Linked DNA regions of Mus musculus: region 1 is linked to region 2. Evidence: chromatin contacts called from public HiChIP or PLAC-seq data. All regions are on one chromosome and are shown on one strand. Each heading gives the region's core, a stretch centred on a gene start, on an enhancer-like site or on the middle of the called end of the contact. The rest is flanking DNA. Distances are from core to core; before and after follow the strand shown.

What was found. HiChIP or PLAC-seq counts read pairs in DNA pulled down with a chosen protein or histone mark.
Region 1: a contact with region 2 is called in an H3K4me3 HiChIP or PLAC-seq map of bone marrow-derived macrophages, with 5 times the contacts expected there. The contact joins the enhancer-like site here to the promoter of Rwdd1 in region 2. A contact is called at or near these places in 16 of 39 promoter capture datasets (the 3T3-L1 cell line, 3T3-L1-derived adipocytes, the C10 cell line and 11 more), 1 of 484 Hi-C or Micro-C datasets (bone marrow-derived macrophages), 14 of 115 datasets of contacts at active chromatin or transcription factors (the 230-238 cell line, the NIH/3T3 cell line, bone marrow-derived macrophages and 8 more) and 4 of 9 other capture datasets (adipose tissue, embryonic stem cells, liver and 1 more).

What each region holds. Positions count from the first base shown.
Region 1 is chr10:34,352,545-34,358,954 of GRCm38.p6, forward strand. All of the region lies in intron 6 of Nt5dc1 (5'-nucleotidase domain containing 1), which reads right to left. Among named protein-coding and RNA genes, the nearest start is that of Col10a1, 34 kb to the right of the region's middle. Within about 2 kb of position 4,212, at least 14 of the 459 cell types and tissues checked have an H3K27ac peak or open chromatin away from gene starts, as enhancers often do. A contact at or near this core is called in bone marrow-derived macrophages, where this site is marked.
Region 2 is chr10:34,016,409-34,023,460 of GRCm38.p6, forward strand. It overlaps Rwdd1 (RWD domain containing 1), which reads right to left and starts at 3,208. Exons shown (of 7, transcript NM_025614.3): 1 at 2,958-3,208. The coding sequence starts at 3,030.

The sequences.
Region 1 (6,410 bases), core at 2,962-5,461, 340 kb after region 2:
TGGGAAGTGGCCTTTAACGAAGGACTTATATTGTTATAGTCTTAAGCGCGAACTCAATTCTGTGAGATAGAGCTGAGTGTTTGTACCTGTGCTGGTTTGGGGTTGTTTTCTTTTTCTATTTTTGGCAGCTTGACACAAGCCAAGGTCATGTCCAACCATGACAAAGACTCTATCAGATTTGCCTGTAGGCAACTCTAGTCTCTGAGGCATTTTCTGATTAATGATAGATGTGTGAGGGTCCAGCCTATCTTGTGCCATGTCACTACTAGGTAGGTGGTCCTGGGTGTACAAGAAGCAAGCAGATTGAGCAAATCATGGATGTTCCTCCGAGGGTTAGTCTCTGCCCTGATTTCCTTCCATGATAGACAGTTAACTGTAAGCTAGAATAAATCCTTTTCTTCTTAAGTTTCTTTGTTCACGTATTTTTTTTTAAATCACAGCAATAGAGAGCAAACTAAGGCAATGTCCAAACCAGTCCCCACACTGTAACAGAAGCTGCACTGAAAATAGAAGTCTCACATTTTATAGTCTGCACGTATGTACACCAGTCTCATTTCAATGAAATAGAGACAAATCAATCACACACACACACACACACACACACACACACACACACACACACACACAATTCTTATAAGCTTTCTAAAATTAAATATGGCAAACAAACAAAACCAAGATTGTACTGTTAACTCTCCACTGAGGTTGCCTCTGGAAGGGAAGTGATCTCTGTTAGTAATTGTGGCTTTCACAATATCCTTTTATTAAACAACAACAACAAAACTTTGTTTACAAAAATATCAGTATCTGAAGTAAAGTTAGAAAAAAGGTTATATTTTTGAGTTAACCTAAAATGATTAGTTGAAAGTAATCTGCATACTGTATAATGAGAGTGTAACTATTCTGGGGTTATTGTTTGTTATTAGAGAGACCTCCACCCCACCAAACTAGCAAATTTATTAAATTCATAGATCCTACCATTTTGTGAGCTGACAGCAAGAAGACAAGTGTATTAGGACCACAGAAGCACACTAGAAGAGAGCCAATGAGACCACGAAGCTCACTTTCCCAAATAATATAAGTGGCTGCAGGCCTCAGTATGATGAGGATATAGCTACTGGTTTGGAAATGGATTTAATGGGTAGAATTTGTACACTCTCTTTTTATACTCCTTTCTGTGCCCTCTTGTACATCTTCAAACCATCTCTCACAGTGTCTTTTTAAAAAATATTTATTTATTTTATGTATGTGACTACACTGTAGCTGTCTTCAGACACATCAGAAGAGGGCATCAGATCCCATTACAGATGGTTTTGAGCCTCCATGTGGTTGCTGGGAATTGAACTCAGGACCTCTGAAAGAGCAGGTGTTGTTCTTAACTGCTGAGCCATCTTTCCAGCCCTCACAGTGTCTTTTAGAAAACCTAATATACAGACTACATTACACATGAGGTAATTAGTAAATTACTGTTTTCAGGAATCATTGTGGTGTTTCCCAAATTTGGGCAAATCACAGGTGACAGATAAGTGTGCAGAATGGCAGGGGTGTGTGAGTGTGCAGAATGGCAGGGGTGTGTGAGTGTGCAGAACGGCAGGGGTGTGTGAGTGTGCAGAATGGCAGGGGTGTGTGTGTGCAGAATGGCAGGGGTGTGTGAGTGTGCAGAATGGCAGGGGTGTGTGAGTGTGCAGAATGGCAGGGGTGTGTGAGTGTGCAGAACGGCAGGGGTGTGTGAGTGTGCAGAACGGCAGGGGTGTGTGAGTGTGCAGAACGGCAGGGGTGTGTGAGTGTGCAGAACGGCAGGGGTGTGTGAGTGTGCAGAATGGCAGGGGTGTGTGAGTGTGCAGAATGGCAGGGGTGTGTGAGTGTGCAGAATGGCAGGGGTGTGTGAGTGTGCAGAATGGCAGGGGTGTGTGAGTGTGCAGAATGGCAGGGGTGTGTGAGTGTGCAGAATGGCAGGGGTGTGTGAGTGTGCAGAATGGCAGGGGTGTGTGAGTGTGCAGAATGGCAGGGGTGTGTGAGTGTGCAGAATGGCAGGGGTGTGAGAGTGTGCAGAATGGCAGGGGTGTGTGAGTGTGCAGAATGGCAGGGGTGTGTGAGTGTGCAGAATGGCAGGGGTGTGTGAGTGTGCAGAATGGCAGGGGTGTGAAATAGAGTGAATACATCATGTGCTCTCAAAAGTAGGAATTTCTAAGATGAGCTGGCAAAAGGCAGCATCTGATATTCCAACTCCTAAACTTTCCATGGAAGGAAAACCATGTGCTTCATTTTGTCAACATCTTTCCTTTTTTTAATTTTGAAAGGATTTATTTATTTTATTTATTTATTTTATTTATTTATTTATTTTATATGAGTGCATTGTAGCTGTCTTCAGACACACCAGAAGAGGGCATCGGATCCCATTACAGATGGTTGTGAGCCACCATGTGGTTGCTGGGAATTGAACTCAGGACCTCTAGAAGAGCAGTCAGTGCTCTTAACTGCTGAGCCATCTCTCCAGCCCCTGTCATAATCTTTTCAATTCATTCTCTTGGTCATACTATTTCTTCTTTCCCAGAAATCTATATACACATGTGGATTTTCTTAGACTGTAAGCCAATGCTGCCTCTTTCATACTTTCAGCTCCTGAATTTTTGACTGCCATACAGATGATTTTCTCCATGACAGTACTAGGTATTAATATTTCAAAGATGTATCAGAATAGATTACTGGTAATCAAAAAGAAATCAAGATCATTAAATCCTACTTCTAAAGCAAGCATGATCACCTCACTTTCTTACATTCCTTCTGCAGTTGAGTGTCATTAGGAGTAGGACACTTGACTAGCATGCATAAGACACTGATTCAATTCTCAGAGCTGCAAATGCACATAGGCAGGCAGGCAGGCAGGCAGGCAGAGAGACAGCCAGCCAGCCAGCCAGCCAGCCAGCCATAAATGGCATGGATTGTATAGAGATAAAGTTTAGCTTTTGCTAGCCCAAATTCACTGTGGTGCTAATGAATTTCTCCAGCATTTAGTATTTTTTGTCTCTCAGTATTACTTGGGATTTCTTTTTTGAAAATACCTACATAGCTGCAAGTATAGGAAACTAATACCTTTTATAGAAATAACTTAGTTCAAGTTTCAGATAGACTATCTAAAGACCATTTGGGACAGGAGGGTTATGATTAACATATGCATGAGTGCTAAGTACACTGTAGAGATTGTAGTTTTGAAATTATTTACATTAACAAGTAGAAATTAGCTGCCATGCATAGTAAACTTGAAAGAAGCCAGTTTCAAACCTTGGACTACTGTCAAGCCTGGAGGAATCAGACTACCATATGACAGTTAGAAAGGCACCAAGAAACTAGGCCGACTTTCAAGGATCTGTCCCCCTAGGGTAGAACACTAAGTCCACGAGCCCAGAAGGCTTCAAGAGAGGTGACCTACTCTTATGCGAAGGTTGAGTAATAAAAGTTTCTGTGGGAGACAGGTACAAATGCCACCTACTTCCTCAGACTCTTCATGATGAAGTAAGATCATTAGTAAGCCAAGGGAAGGGCAGCAAGTATTCATAGGCATGAGAAAGAACAAAGGACAAACTCTGATAGGGTGGAAGATGAAAGTTCTTTTCTGGGTACGAAACAGCTACGGTCCAAACATTATATGTAAATATCAAGTCTAGGTCACTTGCTGCTAGGAGGGGTCAGGAAGCCTCTGCCTATGTCAGCTACAGGCAAAAGGCCAAATTTGGCTTTTCACATGGAGGAAAACCAGGAAGGCTGTAGCAAATGGCCTCCCCACTGAGGCCTAGCTAGCTAGCCCAGAACCACATCATGCCTCCATTGCTAAAAGAAGGGAAATACATGGCTGCAATGTTGTGTGGGGTAAGAACACAAGTGCAGAGAGACATAGCTGTGTTACCCTTGTGCTGATACAGCATACAGCTTGCTACTGAGAGTGGAGCAGCAATGCTGATGGACAGCTATCCAGCACATCAGCATAAAGACCACAGTGACAGCACTGCACCAAGGCCATCTGAGTCCCATGGTCCACTGAAGGGATGAAAACCCCATGGCAGCCTACTCTCAGTGAGACTGACTGAAACTTACATTTCACTCAGCAGTGGCCTAACAAGGTACTGGCTCACTTAACAGTACAAACAGTGTTCACTGTAGTGTCTAATGCCCACACAAGGGCTGGCACTCAACTACAAGTCTTATGAGTGATGCACTAAGCAAACAGCTTCCTCAAGCCTCTCACTGTGAAGGACTCAGGGATGATGCATGCCTTAGACTATCAGGAAGAGACTTAAATGTAATGAGGATTAAAGTGTCAAAGGAGCTAGTAAAAAGTGAACATGAATGAGATGGTTTATTTTAGTGTAGAAACAGGAACTATTAAAAATAAAGACAAATATCAGAGATGAGGACATTTCCTTTAATAGGCTCAACAGCCTCTGATGAAACTAAGGGTTTATCAGCTACTATAAAGAAGAATCAATTAAAATTTCCTGAACTAAAGCACAAAGTGAAGAAAATACCAGAGGGAGAATGAAGAGGTCATTATGATGGTATAGGACTGTCTTAGGGTTTTATTGCTGTGATGAGACACCATTATGAAGGCACTACTTATAAAGAAAAACATGTAATTGGGCCTGGCTTACAGTTTCAGAGGTTTGGTACATTATCATCATGGTGGAAAGCATAAATATTAAGGAAAATAATACAACCCATTAGTATACTTTTCAATGCAATCTTTAACAAAAACACGACCATTTTGTTTAAGCTTAAAACCACTTGTAGAGTACAAAAACTAAGGAAAATAATTTGCAGAATTTTTGTGAATCACTGAAATTTGTGGAACATGTTCACAACTAATAAGTTACAAAATGCTTCACGTCCATTCTGCTGTACAGACAGGAACAACAACAACAAAAACCAGGAGCTCAGATGGGTGGACTGAGGTGACACTGTGAGGGCAGGCGTCAGTATAACCTTCTCAGTATTAGAATACTAGACCGAGAAGTCCCATGTTCATACAATCACTTTCCAAGACGTTTCCATGCCCAGCTGCCAACTAGGGCCCCTGCTCTCACCGTGATAGAAAGCCATAAGCATGCAAGATTTTACACTTATTTTCTAACTTGCATATATACTAGCAACAGTGGAATGAAATGAAGTAGAAGAGTATGTGGGATGTGAGAGAAAATTCAGCAAAATCAAATATGTCCAAAGTAACCTCTGCCTTTCCTGTTGGGACCACCTCTCTGGGTGATGCCAGCCTACTCTCTCCCACCAGGGACCTCTCTGGGTGATGCCAGCCTACTCTCTCCCACCAGGGACCTCCCTGGGCGATGCCAGGCAACTCTCTCCCACCTGGAACCTCACTGGGTGATGCCAGGCTACTCTCTCCCACCAGGGACCTCCCTAGGCGATGCCAGGCTACTCTCTCCCACCTGGGACCTCACTGGGTAATGCCAGAGTATACTCTAACTCCCTGGATTATGCCAGGCTACTGTGCCACCCCAGGGCCTCATCTAAAATCTACTTCTGAATTATTATCATCACAACAGTAACCACTTTTATTAGCACTAACACACAGCATGACTAGTTTTACAAAGCATATTTAAATTTCTGGTAACTAGATTACAAATGACCCTTTGGAACAGTGTTCAATTCCTGAGCTTAGAGTCTTTGCATAAAACAAAGCTCTTCAGAGTTTGAGCAAAAACCACATATTTATTTGATTTCATATTTGTCTTCTTAAAATAATCTTGGTCAGTAACTTCCAAATAAGCCTAGTGATTACAACTTTAAAATATGCAAAGCTGTAACAGTTGTAACAATTATATAACAGGTAATTTGCATTTAAATTAACTTTCATTTAATAATCTCTTAAACTCCTACTGCGGGTCTAGGACTGTGCTGGAGGATAAAAGAAATCCCCCAATCTAAGGCTATTTCAGATTAACGAAAGGAGACAGATACACTGTCCTTAGAGACAATGGCTTGGAAACTTTCAAAGCTACATACGTGCTGCACACACATTTGAGAAGTCCTGAGAATGCCAAGAAAGACAAAGATAATAAGTGATATTAATGTACAGCAGAGTAAAAACCTAAACTACATAAATAAGTAGTCTGAGAAAAACAGATCATGGTTATAAAAATCACAGGCTTTGTCAATAAGCACACAGAACTAGAAGATAGTTTAAAACAGAAATATATTTTTTAAACAAACATTTATCAGGGTGTGTGTGTGTGTGTGTGTGTGTGTGTGTGTGTGTGTTGTGTAATAACAATTAAAAGAAAGAGGCTATGAATTTGATAGAAGGCAAGGATGGTGCATGGGAGAGAGGGTAGAAGGGAGGAAAGAAAAGAAGGAAATGATTATTTTATAATTACAAAATATAAAAATAAGTTAAAAAATAA
Region 2 (7,052 bases), core at 1,958-4,457:
TCATTTATCTATCCCAGGTGCTGCTTCTGCTGCTCCTTCACCAAGATAACCAAACTAGGTGCTGCCAAGAGACTTTCATATACAATAAAAACAAACCTTTACTTTACTTTTTAAACCTAGTGTTATCTGGGTGGTGGCACATGCCTTTAATCCCAGCACTTGGGGGCCAGAGGCAGGAGGATCTCTAGAAGTTTGAGGCCAGCCTGGTCTACACACTGAGTTCCAAGACAGCCAGGATTACATAGAGAAACCCTGTCTCAGAAAACCAAAGAGGTTGTGGGGAGGTAATTATACTTGCAAAGATTACTAACCCCTAAATTTTGTTTTGTTCTTTAAGATGAAGTTTCATCACATAATCCATACTGGCCTAGAATTTTCCATTCGCCTGATTCGTGCTTCCAAGTACTGGAAGATAGCCATGTACCACCACACACTGTGGATTCCCACTTCTGATGATAAGCACCACTGCTTGTTCTAATGCACTGCTATGGATAGGATAAACCGCATGTGCAGCCTCCCACCACCGTGAAAAGATCACAAGGATTTCTCCAGAACATCTGCTTTCACAATATGATCTCTCCTCTTCCTCCATATCATCGTGTCTGTGGAGTGCCAATGACTACTCCTCAGGGGACAGATGAAGCACATATAGGATGTCATCTTGGTAAAGCAGACAAAATTAAGGGAACTTGATTTTGATTTACTAAAGGTCAACCACTGACTTCCAAAAAGCTCCCCTCTATCAGCTATTCTAATAGAGCAATGGAAATAACTAAATTCTACTACCTTACCAGATCCTTGTCAAGTGATGCACAACTGGTGGGAGAATGGTATTGAGACAGTCTGTTTATACAGGTTGTTAGGAGGGTCAAAGTGCAACCAAGCTACCGAACAGGCAAAAAGAAGAAACTGGGGTGTGATGACAGTTCGCGACCAATGTAGCACTAGACTACAAGGTCACCAACAATAGAACAGCAACTAATGCTAAGGCTCAGCTAGGTCTGTGGGCCACAAGTGCACCTTTTTGACATCACACAAGGTCAGTGGACCTAACAAATGCTTCTCTCCTAGTTCACTGGGTATGCATTAAAGACAGGGTGGGGTGGGGTGGGAGAGCCAATTCCTTCCTCAGACTGAGCAGTTGCCAAATCTAGTATTAAGTAGGATATAAAATGAAGTAAAAACCTGCAAACTAGCCGGGTGGTGGTGGCGCATGCCTTTAATCCCAGCACTTGGGAGGCAGAGGCAGGCGGATTTCTGAGCTCAAGGCCAACCTGGTCTACAAAGTGAGTTCCAGGACAGCCAAGGCTATACAGAAAAACCCTGTCTCCAAAAACCAAAAAGTCCTACCTTTTCCCTAAAAGGTTTCAAAAAAAAAAAAAATACCAAGAGCAATACAAAATCCCTAAGAACAATTAATCAAGATTGTTTTTATTGCAAAAATGTGTATGGATGCAGAAAGGAATTACAAGCAGGCTCAGCAGGTTGCTATGGAATAGGTGAGTGCATCAAAATAATCGTAAGTCGTCATTTGTTACCCTGGCTCACTCAGGCTCCTTATGCACTTGTACATCTGACAAGAATTCCATATACTACTACTACTGGGACCTAGCAAAATTCAATACAATACTGCTTTAAGACATAAAAAATGTGCCATTGTAAGACACACATGCGCGGAACTTAGTGAAGGATAACCTAATATTTAAGACAAGTTAAAAATACTGTATGCCTCATGCATTTTTGTTTCTGCCTACAAAGGGTTCATGCCTATTATATTTCTAACGTGCTAGAAAGGTCTAAACATCGTAATTCAGACTATATCGGACAACTGACACTAGCGCTTTATTTTAGTTTGACACTGACATATAAGCAAGGATAGAGAAGGAAGCCAGACTCCACACATACACTCACCCAGGTAATGACACTCTCAACCCCCTCTTCACTCATCCCTTAACATCCGCAACACAGCTGTATTGCTGGTGCGAGAGAACATGAACTCGACTGGAGCTACACAGGAGTAGCTGAGAGACATCTGCCTGTTGGCAAAGCAGAACAAAATTTGCTTCCATTGCAAAAAGTTGGTCAAAAAGTGAAGCCAAGAAAGAAAACTAAGCTAAGCAATGAAAGGGATGGTTTAGGATTTAAAGTAATATGCCTTGGGTTCTTAATTCAGACACTAAGTAATACTTGACAACACTTGGAGGAAGGGTTGTGGAATGTAAATCCCATCAATCCCCAGCCTACGTTCATACTGACTTTACCTTGAGTGCTTCCCTAATTTGAGAAGACCCATAGATAGGTTTTCCATGGAAACAGACTCACAAGGAAAGATTCTACTAATGAATTTCCTGACGGATGCTTTCCCTTAGACCCAATCAGCTCTTCCTACATCTAAGCTGAGGCTGAATCCTTAACCGAAGTCTTCAGGATGTAAGAACTAAGGACCTCTGGCTGGAGGAGGGAGAGCACAAGCCACTTGCCTTCCCTGGGCCTCCAGAACCTCGACGACGTCTAAGATACCTAAGAACCACAGCGACCACATCGTTCATCAGGCATTCTGCAGAATGCCTGATCACTCTTATAGAGAGAATAAGACATCCCCGAGTGTGCTGCTCTCAAAAGCCAGCATCCCAATCTTCTCAGCAGGGAAAACAGCTGCTACTTCACCAGAGCTTAAAATAGGAGGTAAAGGGGGGACATTAAGCGGCTCTGGAGAAACTCATCGCACTGCTAGTTCCCCCCACCCCCCGCGTGCTTCAGTGAATCTCGGATGACGGAGGTTACGCGAAACCAAAGCGGTCAGGACCAATTCCAGGGCCTCCGCAGAGCCACCCGGACCTTCGGATTTCAGGACAGTGGGGAAGGAAGCAGGCGAGTGCTGGAAACTGTCTGGAGAGCGGCAGGAAGGGCCGCGGGGCCCCGGCCTCCGCCCCGGAGCAGGAGGCCGCCAAAGTCACCTGTGAAGGAGTCGGGGTAGATGGACTCCAGAGCCTCCAACTCGTTGCGTTGTTCCTCGCCGTAATCTGTCATCGTGGCCCGCGTTGTTGCCCGTGCATCGGCGCGACTCCCTGGCGGCGGGCTGCAGCGGACACCGCGGCCGCCGGCTGCCGGGCGGGCGCACGCGCAGAGTCGGAGTGGAAAGGCCTGGAGCCACGCCTGGCACGGATTGCTGAGAAACAGCCCCGGCTCCGCGGGCCGCCCGATCCCCGCGTCGGAGTTCGACTCATCGCGCCTGGAATGCCGGCCGCCGATTCGCTGCCTGTCTGCGACGGCTCGGGATTGGCTGGGGGGTGACCGCAGCCCGCCCGGCGTTCGGGAAGGACAGCTACTGCCCGCTGCTGGGCTTTGCTGGCTTCTGATGGAGACGCCTGGCAGAGAGGCATCGCCATTCTGCGCTCGATGTGTCTGGTCTGAGTCTCGCGCAGGGCGTGGTAGTGGCGCCGAGGGCGGGGCGCGGAGGTCCAAGGGCTTCCGCTTTTCCGCGTTCCTAAACCACGTTTGTCGCCCAGAGCAGCCTGTGGGCGACAGCCAGCCCGGCTTCTTGGAACTTTCAATGGCCTGATCTGTGCAGACTCCTGGAAGCCGAGCTGGGACTTGGGGTCGGGGTTCGTCCAGAGGTCTGTCCCAGGAGGAACCCGGGAGGAAGGCTGAAAGTCGAACCAGAGGTTCTTGCACCTCACTTTAAAGTTGTGAAATAAGTGAGGCGGAAAAATTGACCTAAAGACTTGTTCAGTTGTTATTTCAGCGAACAGATAAAGGGGCGGATCTTAGTGACAGATTTGACTTTGCCAAAACTACAATAAGATACCGGAAAATAATACCTTTGATTTAGCTCTACTTCTGCTGATAGATTTGACAGCTTCAAGTCTATCACTACAACCAAAATGTCAAATGCCGTAACGGCAAAACTAAGAAAACAGATAAATATGTCTTCTTTTTTAATGAACACTAAATAGTTACTTGGTTTATATTTGTTTATAATAAAGGAACACGTACTAGCCTAAACAAAATGTGGGGAAATGTACCTCGGGAAGAATACCCCAAACATACTAAAAATGTTTCCCCAAATTTCTCTACCTTCCTTGTGTATTAAAGCTGGCTTTACTTGTATTATGCAGGTTCCATAGATGGGCTTTTTTGGCTTTGGCTTTGTGGTGATTGTTGCTGTTGCTTGCTTGTATCTTGCTTACTAGCCAGGATTGCCAGAACTCGTGTTACCCCTACCCTGGCCTCAGTGGTGCTGAGATTGTAGGTGTGAGCCACAGTGCTCCAGTTACACAGAAAGAGTTTTTTGTTTTGTGTTTAATTAGCAAGTATTCCTTACTTACAGTAAAGGAAATGCATTATGTCAAAAGTATTATGGTTTCTTGTTTTAAATAGATTAAGGGTTGCTTTTTGCCTTCTTTTAAACTTTAAAGGGGAGAAAAGGAAACTTCTGAGATGAGGTAGCATTTCAGATATAAGCTGCATATTTGTTTATTCAAAGGAATTCCGATGATTAGTTACCAGAATAGACTTCTAGGAACAGCTGCTTTAAAGTTCTGAAGGAGACAGATCACTTGGCAGGTTGGAAGACAGTGTGGAGCATTCGCCATGATCTAGTTGAGGGGCTGAGGCATAGATTATGAGGAATTCTGGAAGTGTTAGTGACTCAGACTCTTAACTTAAGAAATGCCACCATGGCCACTCAATCGGACAAAATCTGAAAAGAGAGACTGGTGGCTATGAAAATAAGCTAAATAAACCTATGCTAATTTAGGCAGGCATTGATTGTCGAGATAAGGATCAAGTTCCCAATACGTTTTATATAAATGTCAGGACTTGATGCTGATTAGTAAGGAAAGAATCAAGCTTAACTTCTGACTAGACTAACTTGCATCATGAAGTTCTGATATCAAAAATGACAGGTGAAGAAGACATTTGACAAAGATGTTACTGACTTGTGGGACATTTGGCTATGCACAGACAGCCTGGTTTCCAGTTGACACTTTATGTTGAACCCCGGGACCCAGTGGTGATAATTCACCTACATGGGATAGAAGGAGTTCTCTCATGTCTCCTGGAACCCTGGCTCCTGTTGAAGTTACTGACCCCCCGCCCCCACCAGCCCCCACAAGAGAACCATGGTTAGTAGTCACGTAGGCAACATCCCAAGCTTCTGACCTTCAGGCTAGACTCTGCCCCAGTTACCTAGCAACAGTAAAGATAGCAGCATACCATAAGAGGGGCTGCTTGGCCCCACCTCACTCTCTTACTCCCCTTACACTCTTCTTACTTTCTCCTCTCCTCTCCTCACTCTCTTCCTCGCTCTCTCCATTTAACTCTCTAGCCTTTCTTCTCTCTCTCTCTCCTTTTCCCCCTTCTCTCCGCTTGGCCATGGCCAGTCTCTCTCTCATTCCACCTTCTCTCCTTTCTCCCTGCCTTTCTACAATAAAGCTCTAAAACCATAGACTGTCTCTGTTCATCAAGGCCCCCCTGCACTTACTCTCATCTGCATGGGAACCTCACCCCTTCTGCCCTCTCTTCCATAACCCGGTCAGGGATTGCCCCTTGTCCACCTCCCCATCCCCCACCAAGTGAGGTCAGTGGCATAGATGCCCAAGAGCATAGGAGGAACTCTGGCCGGATGTGGGCTATCCTCCCTCCCCCCTCTTCCCTTACCCCTTTTGTTGCCAAAACCAAAGCAAAGTTTGTTTCCTAACAGAATATCAAGGAAAAGAGTCTGCCAAAGTTGGTGAAGTACAAACAACCATCCTATAATTTACAGAATAGTGACTATTTGCATGTTTTCATCTATTAAGTGTAATGCCCCTTAATTGATCACCACTTCATTACAAAAAGCCTGAGGACATCCCTAACTTGTCTACTTGCCTCAGAGTCACAGATGAATGTAGTCTTCATGCCTCATTCAAAGAAGCTACTTTTCAAAGCAGACTGATAAACAAAAACCTCAATTAATCAAAATGCAGAGTTCTGTGACATGCCCCACTGATGACACATCTTGAACACAAGTGTATGGTAGCCATATACCTGAGGCCAAAGGAACGGCAGAAGAGGGAGGGGAAAGATTGTAAGAGCCAGGGGACCAGGAATTCTACTGCAAGATTGTTTTCTAGATATGATGAGTTTCTATGAGCAGGAGATCTCAAAACTAAGACAGTTCAAGATCTAAACGATGACACTAACAAGCCAACATGGAAGGGGGAAATCTATAGAACCTCACCACTTGATGCAGAGCTATAGGCAATTAACTGCTGAGAGGCAATTTAGTCTTCCTCACACATGGCACCCTAAATAGTTATCCAGTCCCAGGTTATCCTAAAAAATACACATACAAGCAACACTAAATGGACTCAGCAGATTGCATTTATACATGTAGTATTCCCCAATAAAGAATAAGGTCATTGATTTGAAAACAGCATGTGAGGTGGTGGGGGGGGGAATGATTGTATTTTAATTAAATTTTCAAGAACAATTACCAAAAAAAGGGGGGAGGGATTTTGGGTAAACTCCTTTTTATGCCTATTATATGTTATAGCAAACTTAAGTCTTCATGAATCCTTGAGAGAGAGGGGAAAAAGAAAAAGAAAGAGAGCGTGTGTGTGGTATGTGTGTGGGGGAGGAGGTTCACTGGAGATCAAACTCAGGGATTTACACAGACTAGACAACTGCTCTACCACTGGGTTCTATCCCCAGTCTTTGAGTATTGTTTTTAATCCTGAAGGTCATGCCTTGAGAGGGTTTCGGGGCAGCTCAAACTTTGTCATACATGAATAAGGATTATTAAGCATTTTCAGTTGATCTCTATTTCCTTCTGCAGTAACAGGAGCTCTTGTAAGACAGGAAGTTCACCACTGGAAGTGTAGAAAATTCTCAAAGGGAAAATTATCCTTTTAGTGATTTGTTTTAAGCTGTAGTTAATAATGTTAGGAATGGGTCTGTTTCAGGCTCTGACAGACATCAAACAATGTAATGAAAATGGTCACCATGATACAGGGGCCAGAACTAAGGACCCTGTGCTTAGTCATTCACAAGCTACATAAGTTTGTAAG